Linked DNA regions of Mus musculus: region 1 is linked to region 2. A link is a contact called in public HiChIP or PLAC-seq data. All regions are on one chromosome and are shown on one strand. Each heading gives the region's core, a stretch centred on a gene start, on an enhancer-like site or on the middle of the called end of the contact. The rest is flanking DNA. Distances are from core to core; before and after follow the strand shown. Region 1 overlaps Cops7a (COP9 signalosome subunit 7A). Region 2 overlaps Rimklb (ribosomal modification protein rimK-like family member B).

Region 1 (6,295 bases), core at 529-3,028, 2.5 Mb after region 2:
CAGGTACAGCAGCCAGGAGGCCAAAGGTACAAAAGGGGGCTGGGTAACCAAAATGTCTGGATTATACAGGGAAGAGCCTCTTGGGGAAGGGCAGCCCAGTCCCTGTGCTAGAGAGTTCAAGGTAGGGCATGGGGTATGACAGCCATGTCCTGTAACAGGTAGGAACTGAGGGATGCTGGGAGAATATGGATGTCAGGTCTGCTTTGATCTCTTAAAATAGGCATCTCAGCCACTTGTCCTGGGTTTGAAAGTTAACGGTTGTTAGCTGCTGTGTGGATGGTGGGAACCAAACCTGGGTCCTCTGCAAAAGCAGGAAGTGTTTATAATCAAGTCTCTCCAGTCCCAGAAAATAGATGCAAGTAAAAAGAGAAAAGGCCACCAGTGGTGGTTTGAATATGCTTGGCCCAGGGTGTGGCACTATTTGGAGGTGTGGCCTTGTTGGAGCAAGTGTGCTTGTTGGAGTAGGTGTGGCCTTGTTGGAGGAAGTGTGTCACTGTGGGGTGCGCAATGAGACCCTCCTCCTAACCTGGTGGGAGCTGCTCCTAGAGATGTAGATGTAGAACTCTCAGCAACTCCTGCACTGTGCCTGTATAGACATTGCCATGTTCCCACCTTGATAATGGACTGAACCTCTGAACCTGTAAGGCAGCCCCAAGTAAATGTTGTCCTTTTTAAGAGCTGCTTAGTCATGATGTCTGTTCACAGCAGTAAAACCTTAAGACAGAAGACAATCAACCCATACTCCACTTCCCAGAATGCTTAACACAGAACATGTTCTTTACAATTTTGGGCTTTTCAGTCACTATGCAGTCACCAACTGTGGTGGTTTGGTCAGCTGCTCTGTATTGTAATGCTAAATTCTGTACCTGAAGGTCAGGGCCTAAGAGTGAAGTCTAGTTTGCAGGCTTTTGTTGTGCAAACCTTGTTCCTTAATTTAAAACTACTGGTTAAATAACATTGGCTGTACCCAATTACTGGAGGGATTGGAGGTGAGTGGGTTTTTGAGTTAGCTAGTTGGAGGTGAAACCAGAAGTGGGGAGAGAGGACGATGAGGGTGAGAGGGAAGGGAAGGCGCTATGATGGGAGATGAACCATGGGCATGTGGCCACCAAAGGTTTGGGGCACACTGGGAGGCGGCCAGGCCAGCAGTTAGAAAGTAGACTAGGGATGACCCTCTCAATAATTGTCAAAGCCAAATAAAACAGCTATGGTCTGAGTGTCACTTGTTGGTAAGCCAGTCGGGGATAATCATAAATTGTTTCTACTACACCAACTTTCAGATTAAAATAAAGAGAGAGCTGGGCGATGGTGGCGCATGCCTTTAATCCCAGCACTTGGGAGGCAGAGGCAGGCGGATTTCTGAGTTCAAGGCCAGCCTGGTCTACAGAGTGAGTTCCAGGACAGCCAGGGCTACACAGAGAAACCCTGTCTCAAAAAAACAAAACAAAAAAAAGAGAGAGAGAGAAAGGACTGGACAGGGTTGTCCACCCGTCTCTGGAGGAGCACGAGAGGGCTGCAGGTTAACCCTTCTGTGAGCAGGGACTCACCCTGCTGCTCCTCCCAGGATGGCCCATTTCCTCCTCCTCTGCTCTCTCCATTGCAGTCTCCAGTTTGCTTAAAAGCCATATCCTTTGTTGGGTTTTGTTTTGTTTTTTGACCTCAGGCAAGATGTGGCTTCTTGGGCAACCATTTTTTAGCTCTTCCACTATGTCTTAGCACGCAGGCCTTCTTATAACCACACACTTAGCACCAGCGGAAGACAAGTCCTGTCTTGCTCACTTTCCGCACTCAGTCACCTTGACTCACCCCAGATGGTGGCCCAGCCTTTCCCTCTTCTCCAGAGCCCTGCAGTTATCAGCTTCAGTTCCAGGTTATCACTAGTCTGGGCAAGAGTGCTTCCTTCTCAGGACTCCACAGCTTAGACCTGAAAGCCACCGAGGGTGGAAAACACACCCTAGAGATTCTAGCATGTTTAGTGTGTGTATGTGCACAAGTGAGTACCATGTGCATGTGAGTGTACCAAAGTCATAAGACTTTTTTTTTTTTTTTAATTTGAGACAGGGTTTCTCTGTGTAGTCCCAGCTGTCCTAGAACCTGCCTCTGCCTTCCCAGTGCTGGAATTAAAAGGTGTACAGTACCACCATTTGGTTTATGTAGGAACTTGGTTGCTGGTGGCCTCCAGTTAGCACTTTTCATAGTGGCTGCCTATGCTTCCTGCTTTCTCCCACCCTCCTGAAAACAGATTGGGTGGCCCAGTGGTGGAAATGATGGGCTATTACCTTTTATGGTACTGGAGATCAAACCCGGATCAGGCATCTATTCCACTGAGTTACACTCAAGCCTGTTGGCTCACAACTTAATTGCAGCCTTGTGAGAAACACTGAAGTGAGAATTCTTACCATACAACCCCAGCGACAATATGCTGAGGGATTCTGTTTTGAGACAAGGGGTTGCTACGCAGACCTGGGTAGCCTGGTACCATGTAGCCCAGGCTAGCCTCAAACTTGTAGCAATTCTGCCTCAGCGTCTAAATGCAGGGATTGCAGGCACACACCACCATGCCTAGTGAAAATGCTGCCGTAAGCTTCTTACAGTTCAGGCTGGTCTCCCGCACACGGTGACAGAATGCTTTATGTCTTCCTACACTCCACTCTACCAACCCGTTAGACTACTCACCCAAGTGGAGAAAAATCTCCCTCCCACCTAGGAGTCTGTTGCCTTTTAATGTATGGATTTCATGGGATTTTCTTGAGTTGTTATTGTGGACAAGTGTGCGCCTCTGTTCAAGCAAATGCAGGTGCCAATCATTAAACCCTCATGGAGTTGAAGTTACAGGCAGTTGTAAGCCATGTATTATGGGGGTTGGGAATCCACCTTGGGTCCTTTGCAAGAGTAGTATGCACTCTTAAACACTGAGCCATGTCTCCCATCTCTGGAATTTCTGATCTCTAACAGAATTTTATAACTACCACATAGGAAGCTCCAGGTCAGTTTCTGCTATATGGCAAGATCCTGTTTCAAAGGACAAAGGAAAAAACTCTATAAAACACCAACTGTAGGTATGTACCGTGGCGACCCACACCTATAGTCCCAGCACTTGGAGACAGAAGACAGTCCGGAAATCCTTCTCCAACCAAAGCAAACTAAACAGACCGAGCAGAGCAATGGGTGGGGAGCAATTTCCATCACACAGTGAAACCAAAAACCCAGATAAAAAACCTATGGAAACCCAGTACTTTGTAAGCTAATTTCTAGTTTTAAAATTTCAAGGTTTTCTAGGGAGGATCTGGAGAGAGACTCTGCAGTTAGGAGCACTTGCTGCTCTTGCAGAGAACCCAGGTTCTATTCCCAGCACCCACACAGTGGCTCAGAACTCTGTAACTCCAGGTCCTAGTATCTGAGGCTCTCTTTTGGCCTCTGCTGGCACCACTATGGCACACATATGTTGCACAGATAGAAGCAAGCAAACACACACATTAAATTAAAAATTTAGGGCTGGAGAGATGGCTCAGTGGTTCAAAGTGCCAACTGCTCTTCTGAAGGTCATGACTTCAAATCCCAGCAACCACATGATGGCTCACAACCATCCATAATGAGATCTGATGCTCTCTTGTGGTGTGTCTGAAGATAGCTGCAGTGTGCTTACATATAAGTAAATAAATCTTTTTTTTTTTTTTTTAATTTAGCCAGGCGTGGTGGCTCACACCTTTAATCCCAGCACTAGGGAGTAAGAGGCAGGCAGATCTCTATAAGCTCGAGGCCAGCCTGGTCTACAGAGCAAGTTCCAGAACAGCCAGGGCTACACAGAGAAACCCTGTCTTGAAAAACCAAAACCAAAACAGAAACGAAAACCAACTGAGCACTCACTTCTTCCCCAGCAATTATCCTCCCTTCCCCTATGTCCCGGAAGCAGGAGGCCTCCTGGAGCATAAAAACCACACTGCACTGGGCTGTGAGGGACAGGTATCAACAGTCCCCCTCTTCCTTAGGAATAAAGCCAGGCAGAGGATTTTAGAGCTGTTAACTGTAGGCTGGTCTGGAACCAACCTACAAGAAAAGATTTAACTAGATTAAAAGGGATCTGAGGAGTAGCTCAAAACATCAGAAACTGGCGTCGATTTCAGAGGCAAGAGAATCAACTAGCTTATTTCAGAAAGCTAAGAGCCAAGAGTGTAAACTAAATCAAGTTTGGTGGTGCACACCTGTGATCCCAGTGCTCTGCTGGAGGGAAGATGGCATCCTGAATCCAAGGCCATCCTGAAATACAAGACTGTCTCAGAACTACAGTAACAACCCCCAAACACACACACCAAACCACCACCAGGACTTTGCCCCTACTTTCTGGTCTAATGACAGCAAGCTTTGGAAGCAGTTAAGAGTAATTTGTCTATAACCAGGCATGGTGGTTACATGTCTTTAATCCCAGCACTCTGGAGCAGAGGTAGGTAAATCTCTTAAGTTGAGCCAGTCTGATCTACAGAGTGCATTTCAAGAGAGCCAGGGCTATAGAAAGACCATGTCTCGAAGGAAGGAAGGGAGGGAGGGAGGGAGGGAGGGAGGGAGGGAGGAAGAAATTTGTCCTGAATCCCCAGCTAGAAAAAAGCCCAGGCCCAGTCAACACTAGACCCACTAGGCTCTCGGACAGCACTTCACACTTGAGTGAGGGTTCAATTGTGCTTCAAGTTAGTACTTCCTGCCTCTAGGGGCAAGGAGCACTCTAGGCCAATCTCCTGGCATACATACTTCTTGGAAACTCTTTTAATTTGGACAAAAGGGACAGAGACCAACAAATCTAATCGTTTTATGTGCTTTCAATGTCAAAAGTCAAGTTCACTACCAACACCTCCCTTGTGATTCTCTGAGGTGACAGGAAGCAGACCACACTGCAGGTCCTTGGGCAGGACAGTCAGTGATGGTGTCTGCATCTCCATTGTTAGGACATGGCGGTGTTCAGCAGGTGCCCGTGACTGCTGACCATGGGCTGAGGGATGGAGCAATCTGTCCAGGGTCTAGGCCTCCTAGCTGCTAGGCCCAGAGTCTGCAAAGTGTCTGGTTCTTTTCACTTGGCACTTGGCTTTACAGTGGACTGGGGATTAATCTTCTCCCTGTTAACAAACATCAAAGACAGAAGAGGCCCAGTTCCTGGCATTTTTGTACATAGATTTCTCATAGATTTATTTCTGTGTCATGTGTCAATATATATAGACCTATTCATATATATTTTTTATTTTTAATATACAATCTATATTTCCTTCCCCACCAGAACCACAGGAGGAGATATAAATCCTTCCAGGATTTCCATTGGGCTTCCTAAGATGATGAGCAACAAAGAACCATTTCTTAACATCTCAAAAATAGCTGTTCTCAGGCTCTGGGGTCACTGAAGCAGCAGTATCCCCAGGCCCAAGGAGATGAGAGAGGAAAGAAACAATTGTAGTGTGATGGGGTTCTGGGAGGAAAATGTCCAGCGACTCCCAGGGTAGCAGACTGGCTCCAGAACTCTAAGGCTGGAATGAAGGTGGAGACCCCCTTCCCCATGGCTTTTCAGATGCAGCCCACTAGGCAAGGGGAGGAGGAGGAACTGCAGATTAGGCATGCAGGGGTAGGTGTGGGTGGTTAAGAGCCAGCACCCTCCATAGGACTGCCAACCTGCTCAATGACAGGGGTAATGGGCAGACACAGTGCGGAAAAACGATGAGAGCAAGCGTGCTGGGGAAGAGCATGGAACACATAAGAGGTACCAACAGAACATGACCTGCACTGGCCTCCTCCCTACAGAGGGTGTGGCTTATGCTTGGGGGTGGAGGAGATGAAAAGTAATGAACTAGCATTATCAGCTGGCCAGGGGCACAGGAAGGCTCTGAGGACTCCTAAGGGGTAGGCAGGTAGGCAGCTGGGACCCCACATTCCCAGGGAAGAAACAAGTCCTTTCAGTTCGACTTGGACCAAATCTTGGCGCTCCCTCGGAGTCTGGCAAGGGGAAGAGAGAGAGAGGGGATGCAAGGGGTCCCCTAATTCCTAGAGGACACCCCCACTCCCGACCCCATGCAAATGACTAAAGCAGTGGAGCAGCCAGGTCCCTGAGGTAAAAGTGGGGTACCCAGAGACAAGTGGCTCCCGCATGGGCTCACCCCTTGCCCTTGGAGGCTTTCTTGCTGGGCTGGCGCTGGTTGGTGCCAGAAGCTGGTTCTCTCAGCTCTGTCAGGTGTTGCTCAGGATCCTGGGAGGTGGCTGCAGCAGCAGCTGCTGTCGTAACTTTAATGGTTTTCTTAAGGTTGGCAACCTATCAGGATGA
Region 2 (5,900 bases), core at 1,570-4,069:
GCCAAATTCACAGCCAGCCTGCACTGAGTTCCAGACCAGCTTGGTTTACACTGAGACCCTTCACCACCACCACCACAAAACCATGCTGCATGGGACAGACAAGACACAAAGGTAAAGATACCGTCAGTAACTGCCAACTTGACACAACCTAGAGTCACCTGGCAAGCTGACTCTATGGGGGGCTGCCTGTGAGCATGTCTGTGGAGAACTGTCTGAATTACTCTAACCAGGGCGAGAAGACTCAGCTCACTAAGGTCAATACCATTCTCTAAGCAGACTTCCTGAGCACATGCAAATGAACAGTCATGCATTTACTCTACTGGTGACTAGCAATCTCAAGTTCCTCCCTCAGCTTATCTACAATGCCAGACAGTAGGCTGAAGTAAATTTCTCACCTAAGTTGTAGGTTGGGTTTTGCTGAGGTGTTTTATTACACCAATAGAAGAGTAAACTGCGGGAAGCGTGTGCGGCCACATGGGCCAAGATGGCGCCCTGGCCCATTGCCAGGACCCGTGAACCCCACATGTTTACTGCCTTGCCAGAACAAGCCCAGTGAAACTGCATGCGTAAGCTGCCTGCCAAGCTAGACTATTCCTCGTGATCCAGATCTGTCAGCCTATCTGTGACCGACCTGAGCTTGTGCCTGGAGCGTGTGTGAGTCTGATTGGATGAGTTGGTGTGGAGAGAGATGAGGTCAGTTGCCGCGAGTATAAGAGAATTGCCCTTGCCCTAAGTGGAGAGAGCTGTAAGTGAAAAAACTGCAAGTAAAAGAAGCTGCTGCGTGAACCCGACTTGGTGTCCATGTCGTTCTTGTCTCTGCGGGTCGGAGACTGCGGCAGTAAACAATAGTTTGAAGAAAGCAACAAGCAGAAACAGAAACAGGGTCAGATGTTAAATCACTACTAAGCTGGGCACAGTGGCTCAGGCCTCAGTGGCTCAGGCCTCTGATCCCAGTACAAGAGAGGCCAAGACAGGAGTTCCAAGTCAGCCTAGACTACAGTGACTGGTAGCATAAGACCTTCTATGGGAAAAGCAGATGGGATACAAGAACAAACAGAAACAGACAAAAAACGGTACATTCAAAACAAAAGGGCCTCTGGGAGAAACTTCACTGCACTGGACTTAACTAGAAAATTAATCTCAGAACTTAACATGACAATTGTCTAGAAATGAAAGGTAATTTTTTTTTAAAGAGAGTATCCAAAAACTAAAGGGTGACATAAGAAATGTAATCCATATGTAGCAGATATTGTATTTTAAACTATGAATTTTCCTCAAATTAATGTCAGGTGTCATTTCAGGGCAGAAAGCTCATCTTAAAAAAAAAACAAATATTAATGCCATTTATAATTACATTCAGGAGAGCCACATGTGATACCCATACCACTAATTTCAGCTCTGAAGGGTAGGAAAAGGAGATCATTAAACATTTGGGGCCAACCTGGGCTACATTATAAGCATGCAACTTGGAAATCTGCCACTTATTTGATGAAGGCTGTTTCATTATCTTTTCTACAGGTCAAATGACAAGAGCTTGACCCAAGTACTCAATTTTGAAAACAAGGAACCTTGCTATCAAATGGGGTGGCTTTGAGATGAAGCAGGGAGCCTGAAGTCAAAACCACAGTCAGGAAAGCTAAGAGATAAGCAGGGATACTGGCAGCCCAAGGACAGAGGCCCACGGCCCCAACCTGGGTGAGTCAACCGGCTCCATTTTAGTATAACAGTATAATTTGGTTTTGCTCTGTAATTAGGTGTATACTGATGAAAATCTTCCAAAGAAAAAGAACTTGAAAAACATTGTTAATAAAAAGGAGAAAAAAGGGTCCGTGAAAGAGGCTGTTTTGTCACCTTCCTACAAGAGGTGGCATTTAGTATACTATACAGGGCTGAAGAGTTGGTTCAGCAGTGAAGAGTACTTGTTCTTGAGGGAGACCAGGGTTTGATTTCCAGTACCCATATAATGGCTCAAAATCTTCCCAGAGGATCCAATGCACTCTTCTGACCTCCACAGAAACCAGGCATATACACGGTATATGTACATTCATGCAAACAAAACCATCATGCACATAATGTAATGATCTAAAAATATTAAAAATGCCTAGATCCACAAGAGGTACATTGATGAAGGACCCCTGTCAAAGAACTGTCCTGTTCACAAGGTGACTTTTACCATATGAATTAACCTAGTTAAGATGCCTCACAAGAACGCACAGAAGCACATATTTTAGGTAATCCTAGATCCTGTGAAGCTGACCATCATATCTATCTAGTCATGTGGACTAAACATCACAATGAGTGACATCCTATTCTATCTCCCAAATTTTGGTTACCTAGCAGTCATCATGGTTAGAAAATGAAAGGTGCCAGGTGTGGGAGGCAAATGCCTTTACTTCCAGTGAGAGGTAGAGGCAGACTGGTCTACAGAGTGAGTTCCAGGACAGCCAGGGCTACAGAGAAAACCTATCTTGGGGGTGAAAAAATAAAAAGAGGAAGAAAAGGGAGAAAAGGAGGAAGAAAAGGAGAAAGAAAAGAAAAAGAGAAGGAGGAGAAGCAGCAGCAGCAGCCAAAGGCTACCTGTTGTATGCCGGCCTGCGGCCTATTTGAACCAGGTACACCTGGGAGGCAGGCTGGGACTGAAAGAGACTTAGACCTCGAGAGAGATAATGGAGCCAAGACAAAGGTCCTGATCAAGGCCCATGATTTTACTCAGAAACTGTGCTTATAAAGGGGGAAGGCTCATTCTCCCCCACTACCCTCCAGCGCCAGTCCTTTCTTGGTGTCTGGAGCAAGCCTTCAGGTGACATGCAGGATAGGATGTTCCTCCAGAATATCTCAGGGGCCTCTCAGCAGGTAGCAGTGTTTTGGAGGAGAGCAGTGGCAGGTGACAGAACAAAAGAGCCATCTAGGTTGGAAGGCTCCACCCTAGGTAATCTCCTTCTTAATGGCAGCAAGGTCAAAGTCTGGATCAGCCTGCTTCAGGCTGGGGGAGCCTACAATTCCTCCCTGATTATATAAAAAAAATAAGCGGCATAAAATTTATTTATGCTCCATAGTTCTGCTGGGGAGTTATGGTGGCTGGCAGCCGTGTCTGTCTTAGGAATTCTCAGATTTTCCCGAACCATTCAGATCCGTCAAAGAGGTTATATGCAGCTTGTTTGTGTGCTACCCTGAGGTTTGTTTATTCATATTTATTTTGTTTGTGTCGACAAGTTCTTTCTCTCATAGCTGTCTGGCTATGATCTCCAGCCATGCCTCTACTGGCATGAACCACCATATCCATTATCTTCTGAACACATGTGAGACATTAGAAATGTATGTACCACCTGAGGCAGATGATCATGAGCCACATCTGATAGGTTATTTTAATTAATGCTGCAGATATTATCTAAAGGGATAAAAAAAATCACATTAGTTAAGAAATTAGTTAACTAATTCCCATTAGTTAAGAAATTCCTTAAGAGGCTTAGAAAAGAAGAAGAAAAAAAGAAATTCCTTAAGTTATTTAAATTGTGTATATTTAAATAACTTTTCACCGTGCAGTCTTTGCTGTCCTAGAATCACTCTATACACCAGACTGGCCTTGCACTCAGCTCTCCAGCTCTTTCACACATGATACGATTAGAACTCTGAGAGCTCTAATCTTCTATAACAGAGCTGCTCTGTGAGGCAGTCCTTATGGTAAGACTGGTCCTCAGTTGTAGAGTCTTACCCAGATTTCCTTGCTCGACCGTCAGCACCATCTCATCCATCACCACAGCCCGAAAGTCCAATTCCTCTTCACAACATTTGGCCTTCAACGCTCGTAAGATCTCTTTCTGTGGGTAGTCTTCCCTGATGCGACGATCTGTCAAGAACCACAGCTTACCAGTCACTGAGCTACACATCTCGGTCTGCTTGTTCTTCCTTTTCTGGATTAGTTGATGTAAACTTTTATCTGGATGGGAAAGGAAATACACATGAGCTTGATGAGATTTGACTTCACAGATAAAGTTCTATGTTAACTGAACGCAGAGGAGAGGGAATCTCCAGCTGACCTGATGACTTAGGCACAGGAGGATGAGGAACTCAATGTCATACTTGGCTGCGTAGAGAATCTAAGGCCATTAGCAAAAACATCTCTCAGAATTTGGTTAAGCATCAACAGAACGCTGTGCCCAGTGCACTGGAGGAACCCTGCTTAGGTCTCACTCTCATGGTGTCTAGCAGAGAGATCCTAGTTGATTTCACTCAGAGCAACAGGCAGACTGGAGGCCAGTTCAGGACTGCCAGAGCTACAGAGAGAAACCCTGTCTTAGGAAAAAAAATTCCCTTCCCTTCCTAGTATGATTTTATACAAATTGCTTATACAAATACAAATCGTCGGCAATATCCTACCTTCCCCATCATTAGATAACCCATTAAGTTTGTAGTTTTATATTTAATTTTCTCTTGCTCTTTTACAATAATAATAATAAATAATGAAAAACTTGTATTGCTACATAAGCAAAACCCAGCATCTTAAGTAGTAACTTAAAGGAGAAAAGACTTTGATAACAAAAGGAGTAATGCAAGCAAACACCTATGCCCATCACTGTACACCACTGCTCAGGGACTGCACTGTTACTCGGTGTTTAGTTTAGTTTGTGTCCCTTCTTTAAATAGAACATTTGAAACATATTTTACTAGAGTGTAAAAATTGAGGTTGTCTTTCCCACAGAGTGCCATTTCCCTGAATCTGAATCAGACAAAAGCTGAAAAAATTGTCTTCCTGAAAAGCAAATAGTTTATCACTCACAGTTTGATAATAGAGAATGTTTTAAATGCCTATTTTAGATAAGTTTGAGGCCAGCCTGTTCTCTATTATCTATGTACCTCTACAAAATGAGACCTTTTCGCTCCCTTCCCAAAAAACAAAAAATACATCCATAAACATTTCCTTGCCCACAGATGCAGAGCATGTGAGCAGATGGAACTGTGACTTTATCATGCCAGACAGCATGGATTTCAATCCAGAAACAAAGGTCAAGATCAGAAGGAAGCAAAGCAAGGCAGATCAGCAGGTTCCTGAGTAGCAAGACAGAACTGGTCCTTCAATGGACCCTTCCCTACTTTTCCAGATATCATCTTGAGGAAGACTTTTTTCACAAACCCATATGGTAAGCCAACAGTATGGAGCCTCAGTATTTTGGCTTGCCAAGCCTACCACTAAAACATCTACTGATGCTAATTCTCCTACATCACAACCATTTCTATCACAAGGTAAGCAATGGTTTTAAGCCAGAGGTTAATCTCTGCTACATACAATAATAGCTCAAAGCTAAGAAGAAATCCAGCCAATGCCATCATTCCCAATTTTGGAAAATTGTAAATTACAATGATTGTGTAGTTTAAGATAATTAAATCTCATTAGAAGATAAGTATAATAGAAATAAAAATGTTTTTATTTTCCCGATATCCCATAGAGCCTACAAGATACAAACGTATGCTCCCTTGTCCTTGGACAGAAAGGTGTTTTTGTATGTGGTGATTTGTTTTGAGACAAGGTCTTAGCGCCAGCCTCAACTTTCTTCAACAAGCACGTCACCATGCCTAGCCAAACCTTTTTTTCTACAAAGCTTTTCCTGATAAGATTTTTACTTTAGCCGGGTATGGTGGCGCACGCCTTTAATCCCAGCACTCAGGAGGCAGAGGCAGGCGGATTTCTGAGTTCGAGGCCAGCCTGGACTACAAAGTGAGTTCCAGACAGCCAGAGATACACAGAGAAACCCTGTCTCGAAAAACAAAAAACAAACAAAAAAAAAAAAAAAAAAGATTTTTACTTTAACCATAGTTGTGGAAATCTTAGAAAAACTTAAGAAAGCAAGCCTGCACTTCTTCCCTGGAAGGGACAAATGTTTCTTCTGAGGGCTAATGCTGTA

What was found. HiChIP or PLAC-seq counts read pairs in DNA pulled down with a chosen protein or histone mark.
Region 1: a contact with region 2 is called in an H3K27ac HiChIP or PLAC-seq map of embryonic stem cells, with 5 read pairs. The contact joins two enhancer-like sites. A contact is called at or near these places in 1 of 39 promoter capture datasets (cranial neural crest) and 1 of 115 datasets of contacts at active chromatin or transcription factors (embryonic stem cells).

Annotation. Positions count from the first base shown.
Region 1 is chr6:124,953,668-124,959,962 of GRCm38.p6, forward strand. It overlaps Cops7a (COP9 signalosome subunit 7A), which reads right to left. Exons shown (of 8, transcript NM_001355542.2): 7 at 6,132-6,283; 8 at 5,149-5,970. The coding sequence ends at 5,931. Among named protein-coding and RNA genes, the nearest start is that of Gm23851, 7.5 kb to the right of the region's middle. Within about 2 kb of position 1,779, at least 19 of the 459 cell types and tissues checked have an H3K27ac peak or open chromatin away from gene starts, as enhancers often do. A contact at or near this core is called in embryonic stem cells, where this site is marked.
Region 2 is chr6:122,468,827-122,474,726 of GRCm38.p6, forward strand. It overlaps Rimklb (ribosomal modification protein rimK-like family member B), which reads right to left. Exons shown (of 6, transcript NM_027664.1): 2 at 3,713-3,937. The coding sequence starts at 3,887. Among named protein-coding and RNA genes, the nearest start is that of Rimklb, 15 kb to the right of the region's middle. Within about 2 kb of position 2,820, at least 5 of the 459 cell types and tissues checked have an H3K27ac peak or open chromatin away from gene starts, as enhancers often do. A contact at or near this core is called in embryonic stem cells, where this site is marked.